2 separate regions of the Mus musculus genome follow, and region 2 is linked to region 1. The links are chromatin contacts, called in public HiChIP or PLAC-seq maps. All regions are on one chromosome and are shown on one strand. Each heading gives the region's core, a stretch centred on a gene start, on an enhancer-like site or on the middle of the called end of the contact. The rest is flanking DNA. Distances are from core to core; before and after follow the strand shown. Region 1 overlaps Gm38937 (a long non-coding RNA gene). Region 2 holds the start of Ints2 (integrator complex subunit 2).

The links. HiChIP or PLAC-seq counts read pairs in DNA pulled down with a chosen protein or histone mark.
Region 2: an H3K4me3 HiChIP or PLAC-seq map of bone marrow-derived macrophages shows a contact between it and region 1, with 4 times the contacts expected there. The contact joins the promoter of Ints2 here to the enhancer-like site in region 1. A contact is called at or near these places in 3 of 39 promoter capture datasets (the 3T3-L1 cell line and neutrophils), 5 of 484 Hi-C or Micro-C datasets (the N1E-115 cell line, brown adipocytes, group 2 innate lymphoid cells and 2 more), 4 of 115 datasets of contacts at active chromatin or transcription factors (the SCID.adh cell line, bone marrow-derived macrophages, effector CD8 T cells and 1 more) and 3 of 9 other capture datasets (adipose tissue, liver and pancreatic islet).

Annotation. Positions count from the first base shown.
Region 1 is chr11:86,376,775-86,383,065 of GRCm38.p6, forward strand. The region is part of intron 1 of Gm38937 (a long non-coding RNA gene); the gene reads right to left. Among named protein-coding and RNA genes, the nearest start is that of Gm38937, 4.2 kb to the right of the region's middle. Within about 2 kb of position 3,832, at least 81 of the 459 cell types and tissues checked have an H3K27ac peak or open chromatin away from gene starts, as enhancers often do. A contact at or near this core is called in bone marrow-derived macrophages, brown adipocytes, muscle stem cells and 1 more, where this site is marked.
Region 2 is chr11:86,253,723-86,259,575 of GRCm38.p6, forward strand. It overlaps Ints2 (integrator complex subunit 2), which reads right to left and starts at 3,872. Exons shown (of 25, transcript NM_027421.3): 1 at 3,482-3,872; 2 at 2,301-2,607; 3 at 1,624-1,762. The coding sequence starts at 2,596. All of the region lies in intron 2 of Brip1os (BRCA1 interacting protein C-terminal helicase 1, opposite strand), which reads left to right.

The DNA of each region.
Region 1 (6,291 bases), core at 2,582-5,081:
GAAATAGAGGCCCTTTCATCAACAGAAATCAAGGGCAAATAAATCCCAGAGGGCAGAGCTGAAAGGGATGACCAAAGTGCATACAAATAACCTGCGGGGAGGAGGGCTGTTGAACAAACAGTGGACCGTAGAGAGAGTCACAGGAAGAACTACAGAAGGAAGGGAGGGCCAGAGAAGAGCAGGCAGATCAATAGGCAGACATGGCAGACAGAGGAGGGCTCTCCAAATAGAAGCAGCAGCCACTCCTGGCTTCAAAGGGTGCTGTGAACCTCCCCTCCTATGGCGAGTGCATTCGTAGTGAGCCTGGCCCACAGTCATGCTGGTGATAGAGACTGGATGAGTAGGAGAGACGGTGAAACTTTCTCACCGGCTTTTTAGATCCAGATCTGAGTGCCATTAACTTAAAACAAGGAGTTATGGGGGGTAGGGAGTAGGGGGAAAGAAACTTGGCTGAATACACCTTTAACCCCAGTACTTGGGAAGCAGAGACAGGAAGATCTCTAAGAATTTAAGGCCAGCCTGGTCTACATAGTGAGTTCCAGGACAATCAAGGCTACATAGTAAGACCACTGCCTCTCTCTCTCTCTCTCTCTCTCTCTCTCTCTCTCTCTCTCTCTCTGTGTGTGTGTGTGTGTGTGTGTGTATTAGATGGCTGAGCTGACTAAGTTAATAAAATATTTGTCATTTGTCATACAAGCATAAGGACCCGTGTTAAGAAAGAACATGGAAGCCGGGCGTGGTGGTGCACGCCTTTAATCCCAGTACTCGGGAGGCAGAGGCAGGCGGACTTCTGAGTTCGAGGCCAGCCTGGTCTACAGAGTGAGATTCCAGGACAGCCAGGGCTACACAGAGAAACCCTGTCTCAGAAAAACCCAAAAAAAAAAAAAAAAAAAAAAGAAAGAAAGAAAGAAAGAAAAAAAGAAAGAAAGAAAGAAAGAAAGAAAGAAAGAAAGAAAGAAAGAAAGAAAGAAAGAAAGAACATGGAACTCTCAGTGTAGCAGTTCTTGCTGCGGAAGGAGAGACAGGTAGGTAGATCTTCTGAGGCTCATGGCAGCTGGCAAGCTTGTCTTCTTGTCAAGCCTGAGAACCCAGTAAGAAACTGTCTCCAAAAGTAAGGTGGATGGCTCCTGAGAAATGGCACCCAAGGTTGACTGTTAGCCTCTATACACACATCCAAACATCATGAGTATGCGCGTACAAAGACACAAGGAGGGAGGAAAAGAGAGATTACAGCATGATAATTTGGAATTAGAAAGAGATTAGAGATCGATCAGCGAGTCTCCCAGACAGCCTCAGACCCACAGACTTCCTAGTTAACAAATTGGCAGGAGGATAATCTGTGGTCTTTTTCTGAGGGAAAAATGGGGAGGGCTTGCATTGGCTATAGAACATAGCAGGGAAACGGAAGGGAGCACTCTGTCCTGGGATCATATTTTCTTTGGAGCACTAATGACAGGGATTTGTTTAAACAGCCTAGCTGGGTGTGATTGCTTACTTGGAAGGCTGAGGCAGCAGGATTGATTGAGCCCAGGAGTTCAAGACCAACTCTTGAGAAACATAGCAAGATCCTATTTTTTTTTTTTTTTTAAAGATTTATTTATTTATTATATGTAAGTACACTGTAGCTGTCTTCAGACACTCCAGAAGAGGGCGTCAGATCTTGTTACAGATGGTTGTGAGCCACCATGTGGTTGCTGGGATTTGAACTCCGGACCTTCGGAAGAGCAGTCGGGTGCTCTTACCCACTGAGCCATCTCACCAGCCCCGCAAGATCCTATTTAAAAAAAAAAAAAAAAAGTAAAAGTTTAAAAAGTCAAAGAAAGTTCTACCTAAAGTCCCCGAGGGAACCCTTTGTCAGCCATTTTCATATACGTGGGCTAAATTGCACACCAAAATTGCACGGTCATGTGCACAGTGGAAACTGCATGGGGTTGAGTACCTGACAGACCTAGCTGAGATTCCAAACGACTGGCTAGGATCAGCTATGTAACTTTGCACAGAGTATTTAGCTACTCAGAATCTCACTTTCCTTGGCTATAAAATGAAGTTAATATCTATTGGAAAGGATCCCTGTAGAAGTTAATATAAATCTCACTGCACAAGCACATTGACGCTAATCACAGTTTCTACTGATTTCTTTCCTCCTTTCTTCTCCTTGTTTGTTTGTTTGGACAGTCTCACTGTGTATCACAGGCTAGCCTACCCTCACATTCTGGATCCTCCTCTCTCCTTGCCAAACTGAGATTGCCTGCTTGAGCCAACATAACCACTTCTGCTGGTCTCCAATGGAAAGGACTAGATTTTATTTATCATGAGGTTTCTTCTTTCTAGCAATTTGTGCTTTTGAGACGCATCTTGAATGCTGTCATGATCCTAGATGTTCTTATCAGACCACAGAAGGATTGGTAATTACAGTGTGCGGGGCAGAATAATTGCTTCCCTAAAAGATGTGTGTCCTAATCCAAGGTAATCGGTGAATATATTATGTTACAAAGGGGATTTTACAGATGTAATTAAGGCTAAGGGACGTTGCAAGATTATTCTGGAATCCCCACAGAGAACCTTTGCCAGCTGACATCAGTTGGAGGGAGAAGGGACCATGAAAGAGGGTCAGATATGTAACACAAACAAGGCGCAGCATGCTGGCTTTGGAAGTGAAGGAGGGAGCCAGAAGCCTGTAGAAGCTGAGAAAAAGTGAGGCGCCTTCCCTAGAGCTTCCAGAAAAAGCAAGCAGCTCTGATGATACCTTGGTTTGAACCCAGTCAGGTCTGTATCCAACTCCTACCCCACTAACTACAAGATAATGAATTTGTGCCATTTAGGCAAGTCAACATATGGTAACTTGTTAAAGCAGCAATAGTAAATAAAGAGATTTAGATACCAAAAAGGACTCAAGACTGTCAGGGAACTTACAGCTTGGTGGGTTGTCATTAAGTAATTAATAATGCACAGAAGTCTAGAAGTTAACATCGGTAATGATGAAGATGGTCAATCTTCATAATATCCCCTAAAATTATTCTAAAGTAATATTTAATTTTTCTTACTAATGTTTAATTTAAAGATGAAGGTACAATAGAGCAAATTTGTTTGCTTTTGCTTCAGCAGGATAAAAATTCCACTGAAACAGAGATAAATATAGTATGTTACGGCCAGGAGTAGTGATGTATGTCTTTAATGCCGGCATTTGGGAGGTAGAAACAGGATACTTGTGAGTCTGAGGTGAGCCTGTTCTACATAGCAAGCTCCAGGCTAGCCAGGGTGCAGAGTGAGATCCTATCTTGAAAAGAAAATCATTTTTTTCTTTTTCTTTTTTCTCTTTGTTTTGTTTTGTTTTAAAGATAGGGTCTCACTACATAGCTCTGGCGCTCTGGCTGTCCTGGAACTCATCGCAGACCAGTAAACTAGGCTGACTTCAAACTCATAGAGATCCGCCTGCCTCTGCCTCCCGAGTGCCGGGATTAAAAGCATGCACTACTATGCCCAGCTTAAATATAATTAAAATAAAGTTTATTTATATAGGGGGTCTAGGTTGAGTCTAAGGTGGTATCTCCACTTTGAATAAAAACATGTCTAAGTTTCCACACAGCTTGACTGCCAGTCTGCTGAAAGGGGTGATGACTTCACGAGCTAAGTAATACTAATTGATCTTCCAGAGCTGAGATGACCAACAAGTGCCAGTTCATCAGGTTAGCCTCAGGGAGTTTTATTGTAAGAGTCCATGTTCACAGGACCCTAGGGAAGACAGGCTACTAGAGTCAGGAAGCGCTGAGTAGGAAGGAAGCTCTGGCCTCAAGGAATGAGTTCCGAGGTGACTCAGTCCTCCCTTGTGCCTGCCATGCCTTCTGCTCACTACTGCCTAGCTCTCGTGTCATTTACACTGTGGGTATTTTTACACACTGTTGGCTCTGCTTATTCATAACTTGGCTTACTCATAACCTGACTCAGTCAGACCTTTGATTCATTACATTCCTCTCCTGATATTTCCAACTTCTCTCTACTCCACCGATTGCCAGCTTTAGTCAGGGATTTTTTTTTCCTTTCATTGAAAATTAGCCATTGAGCACCTACTGGGTGCACCCGTGTGCCTTCTTCTCCAGTCAGAGAAAGAAAGATGTCAGCTGAATAATTACGAAATCGACTCAAGCACATTCTGACTTACTACGTGTGCTTGTTCGCGTGAGGCTCGTGGATAAGTTGTTCAGTGCTTTCTGCACTAGCTGCCCTCAGGAACACGAGTAACAGGTTGTCCCATTTAACACCACATGACCCTCCCCATCTCCTGAGGTCAAGGCAGCTGATTAAACTAAGGATTGGCACTTGACCAAGAACTATTAATACATTGGTTGGCCAGCAACCAGCAGTTTAACTCTAATAAACTTCCCTTACAAGAAAGGGATTATAATGATACATGGCATACATTCTATAAAAATGATACCTTTACCATGATGGGGTGGGGTAAACCTTATACTTCAGAGAAGCCTTCCATCCACTGTGGAAGAGAAAGCTAGAGGCTACTTGTTTGATTCAGGAGCTCTGAGTACAGGACAGGGCAGGGAGTGAACAGGGCTGGCTTTGAGCAGATCACAGGTCCTTCATGGATCACTTAAATGATAGCCAGAGTAAGGATTAGGGAACCTGTGTGAAGTTCCTTTGTGCAAAAGAATCAGTATCCGTAGCCCTGGGTAGGAATAAATGATCATCTTCAAGAGGATTGTTTCTCAGGGATTCTATGGGACGGTCCTTGGTCTGGGTCCAAGTGCATAGATTTCAACACAGCACTGGCTCCTTATGCCAGGCTTTAGATCATCTTGTTTATTTAGGCAGTACTCAATGAAGTATTTTAGAGAAGCCATTCAAAATCATCACCACATAATACTAGCCTAGAACCTTGAGTCACTCCCTTCCACCCCCACTGCCATCCCCACTGGAAGCCAAAGACATAGTTTACTATGTCAATGAAGGTCAGACTGAAGGGCAGTCCCTCACACTTCTAATCGTTAAGCCATCGACAGGATGATAGCATGACTCAGTTCTTTACATGTTTTGTGCAGTGTTACTACCAGTGAGGCAAGAGGAGGTAAGGCTACGGGATCTTGAATTAGTAATAGCTTTCTCTTTGAGCCAGACTGACTAAAGGGCTGGTGGTTCTTGGGAATTTGTGTTTTCTGGGTTTTGGAACAGGATGTTGGCACATTTGTTCTGTTGTCTGAAGAGAGCCTTCATTTGGAAATAAAAACACACAGAGAACTGAATTTCCCCTGGGACCATCTGGTCGTGTGACTTGGAAAGGAGTATTCAGTATTGGCCCAGGGTTACTTGAGGTTATGGAAGTTTGTGTAGACCCTAGTCGTAGGGCTGGAGCACAGAAACCCAGGAGCTGGACATCTGCATGCACAGCAAGACAACACCAGACAAGTTGGATGTGGTAGTGTTCATGATGGAAGCCCTGGGGTTAGAGAGGCACAAAGTCTTTCAAGATTAGAAGACCTCTAGCTTCTAGAGATTACCAGTCTCAGGGGCTGTGGAGATGGTTCAATCAGTAAAGGGATTGCCTTGCAAGCAGGAGGACCCAAGATCAAACCCCACAACCTACATGAAAATGTCAGTGTGGTAGCATGTGCTTATAATTCTAGTGATGGGCGGGTGGAGGCAGGAGGATACCTGGAACACAATGGCCAGCTACCCAATCCTAGTAAGTGGGAATGACCCTGTCTCAAAGGGGGAATGACACTCAGCACTCCTAAAGAGATCTCTCTCTCTCCCTCTCCCTCTCCCTCTCCCTCTCTCTCTCTTTCTTTCTCTCTCTCTATCTCTCTCTCTCTCTCTCTCTCTCTCTCTCTCTCGCACGTGCACGCGCGCAGACACACACACAGAGCCACTGGCTTGCCCCATCTCTGCTGTGTACTCTTTAGAGGTCATTTGGCTCAGCTTCCTCAAACACTAGAAAAAATACCAAGGCCCTGAGAGGACAACTAATCTTGTCCAGTTCAATGCATAGTGAAGCAAGAACAGGACTCATGATGTGACATAGAGAATGATCACAGCCAGCGCCGGAAAGCAGGCAACGAGGTGGCTTTTCTGTGAGCATCACATTCACACCCCTGCTAAGAATTCATGTGTACAAGTGTCTCAGTTTGTAGTAATAGGATTGATAAAACTGTCCTAGAGCCTCTGTAACAACTGGCAAATGATATCACCTTATCAAGTTAGGCAAGCCAGAAGTCCCAGAGGCACTTGATCCCAGCCCATAATCAGTTCATCACCAAGTTTTGTCAATATCACGTTCTGTTC
Region 2 (5,853 bases), core at 2,622-5,121, 120 kb before region 1:
TCTCTTATCACATCCAGGATGTATTTACAAGAGATGTGGGAAAATTTAAGTGTGGGAAAGTTTCAATTAACCATTAGCCAAAGGTCCATGACTTAAGTTACCTTTGTGTGTGTGTGTGTGTGTGTGTGTGTGTGTGTGTGTGTGTGTGTTATTGTGTACATGTATTTGTGTCCTTCATTCACACTGGTGTGTTTCCTGTAAACCCTGATTTGTCTGTGCATCGCCTGTGTCATGGATGATTGTAAGCCACCAGGTGGGGGCTGGAAGCCATGCCGGAGTCCTCTGTAAGACAATTAGTACTGTTAACTGATAAACCATCTCTCTAACCCAATGGGTCCCTCTTTCTGTTGTTTGGTGTGCACACCAAGGTACCTGGCCTGGAGCTTCCAAGGATTCTCTGGTCTCCCACCTTACCATGGCCCACTAGATTACAGATGTACACCATGTACAGATGTTCTAGAGATTCAAAGTCAAGCCCAACAAAAAGGTGCTATCCAACTTAGTCATTTCTACAAGTGAAATGACAGATGTTTAGGGGGCTGGAGAGAAAACATGGCTCAGTGGCTAAGAGCACTCCTCCCTCTTGCAGAGGATCTAGGTTTGGGTCCTGGCACCAACATCATGGCTCCCAATCAAAGACTCCAGTCCAAGTTATCCTGTGCTCTCTTCTGAGCTCTGCAGACTCCGGGCACTCAGAGAGTACACAGATATATATACAAGCAAAACATTCATGCACATAAAATAAATAAAAATGTAAAAATTATTTTGATGATCTTAAAAACAATTATATCAATTCCGTACACACACAAAAAGAAAATCCTGCCAGGCAGTGGTGGCACACGCCTTTCATCCCAGCACTTGGGAGGCAGAGGCCAGCCTGGTCTACAGAGTGAGTTCCAGGACAGCCAGGGCTACACAGAGAAACCCTGTCTGGAAAAAAAAAAAATACTGAATAGTTGGGTGTAGTGGCACACACCTTTAATCCCAGTACTGGATAGCAGAGGCAGGTGGATCTGGCCAACCTGGGCTATAGGAAAGTCAGAACTATACAGAGAAACTCTATCTCTAAAAATAAAAAATAAATCACTTCAGTCTTTGAAAGAACACAAATCAAACAGAAATACTAGCAGAACATGTAACCTGCCTGCCTTCTTGCTGATATTTTTTTACTATTTTCTTTTTTTTTTTTATTTATTTATTTATTTATTTATATGTAAGTACACTGTAGCTGTCCTCAGATACTCCAGAAGAGGGCATCAGATTGCATTAAGGATGGTTGTGAGCCACCATGTGGTTGCTGGGATTTGAACTCTGGACCTTCGGAAGAGCAGTCGGGTGCTCTTACCCACTGAGCCATCTCACCAGCCCTTTTTACTATTTTCTAGATGTAAATATTAAGTCATGGATATTGTGAGATGAAAAGGGAGTTTTTGGGCGTGGTGGTACATGCCTTTAATCCCAGCACTCTGGAGGCAGAGGCAGGCGGATTTCTGAGTTCGAGGCCAGCCTGGTCTACAGAGTGAGTTCCAGAACAGCCAGGGCTACACAGAGAAACCCTGTCTCGAAAAAAAAATGCAAAAAAAAAAAAAAGAAAAAAGAAAAGGGAGGTTTTTTTTAAAGCACCTTGTTCATAATTGCCAACAATTCACTCAGCACAAGCCGCAATCGACGAGGGGAATCACTGTGTTCAAACTCTAGTGTCAGCCCATGCTGAAGCTGTGATACCAGGATGCTCTCTCCACTGCCTCCTCCAAGTTTATGCCTAGTGAAGTCCAAACATGGGAAACACATTAAGACACTGGCAAGGCAATCCTTTCCTGCAATAATCCACTCATTGTAAATGGTTTCCATTCCTCCGAAACACTGTTTGTCTATATATTGCAAGAGCTCAGAAACTGTAAATTAGTAATTGCCACAGACTTCAGTAACAATAGCTTTCAGATACACAAGGGACATGAAAGGATACAAAACCAGCCTGGAGTCTGGGGGGGGGGGAGTGGGGAGCAACGTAATTTTAAAAGCTCAGTCATTCCCATAAAACCTTCCACTCTAGAAGACTTTCTCCTCCTCAGTCCCCACTCAGAGTAACTGACCTAATATGTAGCTAATCTTCTCTGAGCAACATTTTATAACACAGAAAGCAGCTCTTAGGAATTTAACTAGAAAAGACCTCTGTCAAATGCTTCTCAGACATTACTCTCCCTTTGCTGGGGGAGCTCTGACAGACCTGAGCATCATTACAACCCCCTCCTCTGGAATATCAAGTAACTCCCAAGTCCTAACACACAAGTGAACTTTACCTAAGCTGCTGTTCTTTGCTGGCATCTTGTTCTAGAGCGTGGAAGTCCACAGACAACAGTGCAACAATGGAGTTGACAGCTTCCACTCCAGACAGGAGGCGAAGTATAAGTTTCTTATCCTGTGCCCAACTTTGGCTCTGGTCAGCAGGAGCACAAAGTGCCATCCTCACCAGGCAGGGCAAGAGGAGTCTTAATTCCGGATCACTTAAGGACGCCAGGCGGACAACATCCACCTTCTGCATAGCTTCAAAAGCAAAAGGGCTGACAAACTGCAGGCCTGTACCCTCGGGCGTCATCGCTCTCGATCCTAAGGAGTCCAAAACAACAAAATGAAAATCGGTATCTACTTCCCACATATATGACAACCTTCTTTAAAATCTAACAAAGTATACTAAATACTTAGTAGGTCCTTGCATTGGCAATGTTGTTGGCACAATTAAAGCTCAGGTTTCTGTCTCTATGTTTCTACTGACATCTGGAAGATAAGAAGGAAAACTGCAGATTAATGTTTCTTCTCAATTTAGAGATCATTTGCTCTAATACTTTGTGTCCCAGTGAACCCTCCTACCCTGAACACAGCCAAGACTTCCCTCATTATGCCCATTACATGAGTTCCATGAAATATGGAGAGAAAATGAACGGCTGCAGCCAGATCTCTTTCATTTTACAAGCCTACCAGATAAATATAAATATCAGTTGGGCTTCTCTTTCTACCTCCCAACTACATGGAAACACTGGTAAATCATCTCACGGGCCAAAAGTAATGTCAGAGGCATGGTTCTGAAAGCCACAACGCTATTCCGTACCCCTATTGTTATAGAGGTAGATGTGTATGTACAGTCAGCTGAAGGAGTTAAAGAGAGTCTCACTTGGGCACTGTGGTTTTGAGTAAATTTTCAAAAGGTAGCAGAAAAGAGAGGTGACATGGAACAGTTAACAGAGACCACTCAGTCTTAAGACCTACTCCCTAGCAGAGCTGTGGACAAAGAATCGTAGGCAGAAATGCTGCTGTTTCAATAGTAAGCGCTGGTCTTTTAACAGTAGAGTAAGCTCAAGGCAGAGGTGACAGGACTCAGGGGTCTCTGCCAGGCAGCAATGAGAATCGAGTGACCCGGGCTGCGAAGAGTCAGGCGGACTTCAGACAAAGCGGCACTTGGGCCCGAGAAGCCGACGCTTCATACCTTAAGATCAACCCTCCAGCCTCAAGGGACCCACTCGGATTCCGCCTCCGAGAGCCAGACGAGGCAGAAATGGAGAGCGCGGTCCGAAGTTGGGCCTAGGTGATTATCCAGATCCCCAAACCCCGGCAATGCCCGGAGTCGACTCAGGCACCAAGAACTCTGACGCTGGCACCAACAGTGCCGTCGACAGAGCGAGAATCAGAATGGGGACACTGCAAAAAAAAAAAAAAAAGTAAAAAGGAAAGGGAAAAAAAAGGGAGAAGCAACCAGGAGAGAGGGGAAAGCAGAGACTTAGTTCAACCTGCACCCTGCACCTCCATTCATCCCAAGCTTCTGGCACGCGCCGGCCACCGTACAGCACTGAGAAGACGTCGGCGGCGATAAGAAAAGCCAGCTTAGGGCCGCTCTGCGCATGCGCAGGCCCGCCCCTTCCTCCGTCACCGCCCTCCCCGCTTCCGAAAGCGTGGAGTGTTACACTTTCTTGTTTTCCAGAGCTTTTCTCTTGGAACCTTGTCAGATGAGTTCCTAAACGGTCAGAGCGAAATCCCGACCCCCGAACCAATTATCGCGACATTTAAATAACAATAATGTATTAAATGGCAAAAGTTGTCCGCTCTGTTCCTCCACAGAAATTTGCCTAATGGAACCCGATTGCAGCCTCCTTTAAACCCCTGCCGGTGCGGTCTAGAAAGTTCTAGAATCCCAAGACCTGTGTGTAGGGGAATTTTAAAAGTAATGAAGCCGGGCAGTGGTGGCGCACGCCTTTAATCCCAGCACTTGGGAGGCAGAGGCAGGCGGATCTCTGAGTTCGAGGCCAGCTTGGTCTACAGAGTGAGTTCCAGGACAGCCAGGGCTACACAGAGAAACCATGTGTCGAAAAAAAAAAAAAAAAGTAATTAATCATAAGTCTATACACTAAGGCCAAAGTGTAATAACTTTTCATTATTTAGTTTTATGGTGTGTACCCAAATTATAAGCGCATGCTACCACTTCCGGCTTGCATTCGAGGTTGGTTTTGTTTTTCAGACAAGGTATATGTGGTCCTTGTTGGCCTGGAGTTCATTATGTAGACAAGGATGACTGGTACTTGACACAACCCCTCTGTCTGCCCAGGGCTCATACTAGAGGCTCTATGTTTGGTAGCTTTCTCGGGTCTCGAGGTTACAAAAATCCTATTCAAGAGTGAATTTTAGGAACGAATTCAGTGGAACCTTCTCAATATTATATGTGGCACTTGTGAAAGAAAATCAAAACTAAAGTCTCACCATCTTAAAAATTGCAAGTCTATTTATCTCATAATAAATGTTCTGGAGACAGCGCCACACTATGTAGTCCAGGCTGCTCTGAACTTCTGCTTCAGCCTTTCAAATTGTGGAATTATAGGATTGTGCCATCTTCACCAGCTTACGTTTTTTGTTGTGGTTGTTGTTCCTGGTTCACCCAAGGTTTGCATGACCTTGCGCGCGCGCGCGCGCGTTTGTGTGTGTGTGTGTGTGTGTGTGTGTGTGTGTGTGTGTGTGTGTGTGTGACATTTGTGCATGTGTTTACTTGTGAGAAAAAAGAATAACTCATGGAAGCTCATTTTCTCCTTCCACCATGTATGTCCTGGGACTTGAATTCATGTCATCTGGCTCAGCGACCAACACCTGGCATGCTGTGCCATCTGTCAAGCCTCTGAACTATTTTATTAAAATGCAGCTTTTGGGCTGGAGAGATGGCTCAGCGGTTAAGAGCACTGACTGCTCTTCCGAAGGTCCTGAGTTTAAATCCCAGCAACCACATGGTGGCTCACAACCATCCATAATGAGATCTGATGCCCTCTTCTAGGTGTCTGAAGACAGCTACAATGTACTTAGATATAATAATAAAGAAATCTTTAAAAAAAAAAATTCTGCTCTTCAGAGGACCTGAGTTCAGTTCCCAGTACCTATACTTGTGGCTCCAAAACTCCAAGGGGTTTGACACCCTCTTCTGGCCTCTGCAGGACACACACACAATAGTTTTTCCTTGTTTGCTTGTTTCCTTGCTTGCTTGGCTTGGCTTGGCTTGGCTTGGCTTGCTTATTAAATATTTCTGAGCAAATGTGGCGCCTTTCAACCCAGCACTTGGGAGGCAGAGGTAGGCAGATTTCCTGAGTTCAAGGCCAACCTGTTCTACAGAGTGAGTTCCAGGAAAGCCAGAGTTACACAGAGAAACCCTGTCTAGAAAGAAAAGAAAAAAAAAAGTATTTCTGGAGCCAGAGAGATGGCTTAATGGTTAAGAGCACTAGCTGATCTTCCAGAGGACCAGAGTTCACAAGGCAGCTAACAGTCTGTAATTACATTTCCAAAACTCTCTTCTGGCCTCTATGGGCACTGAAGACATATTGTACA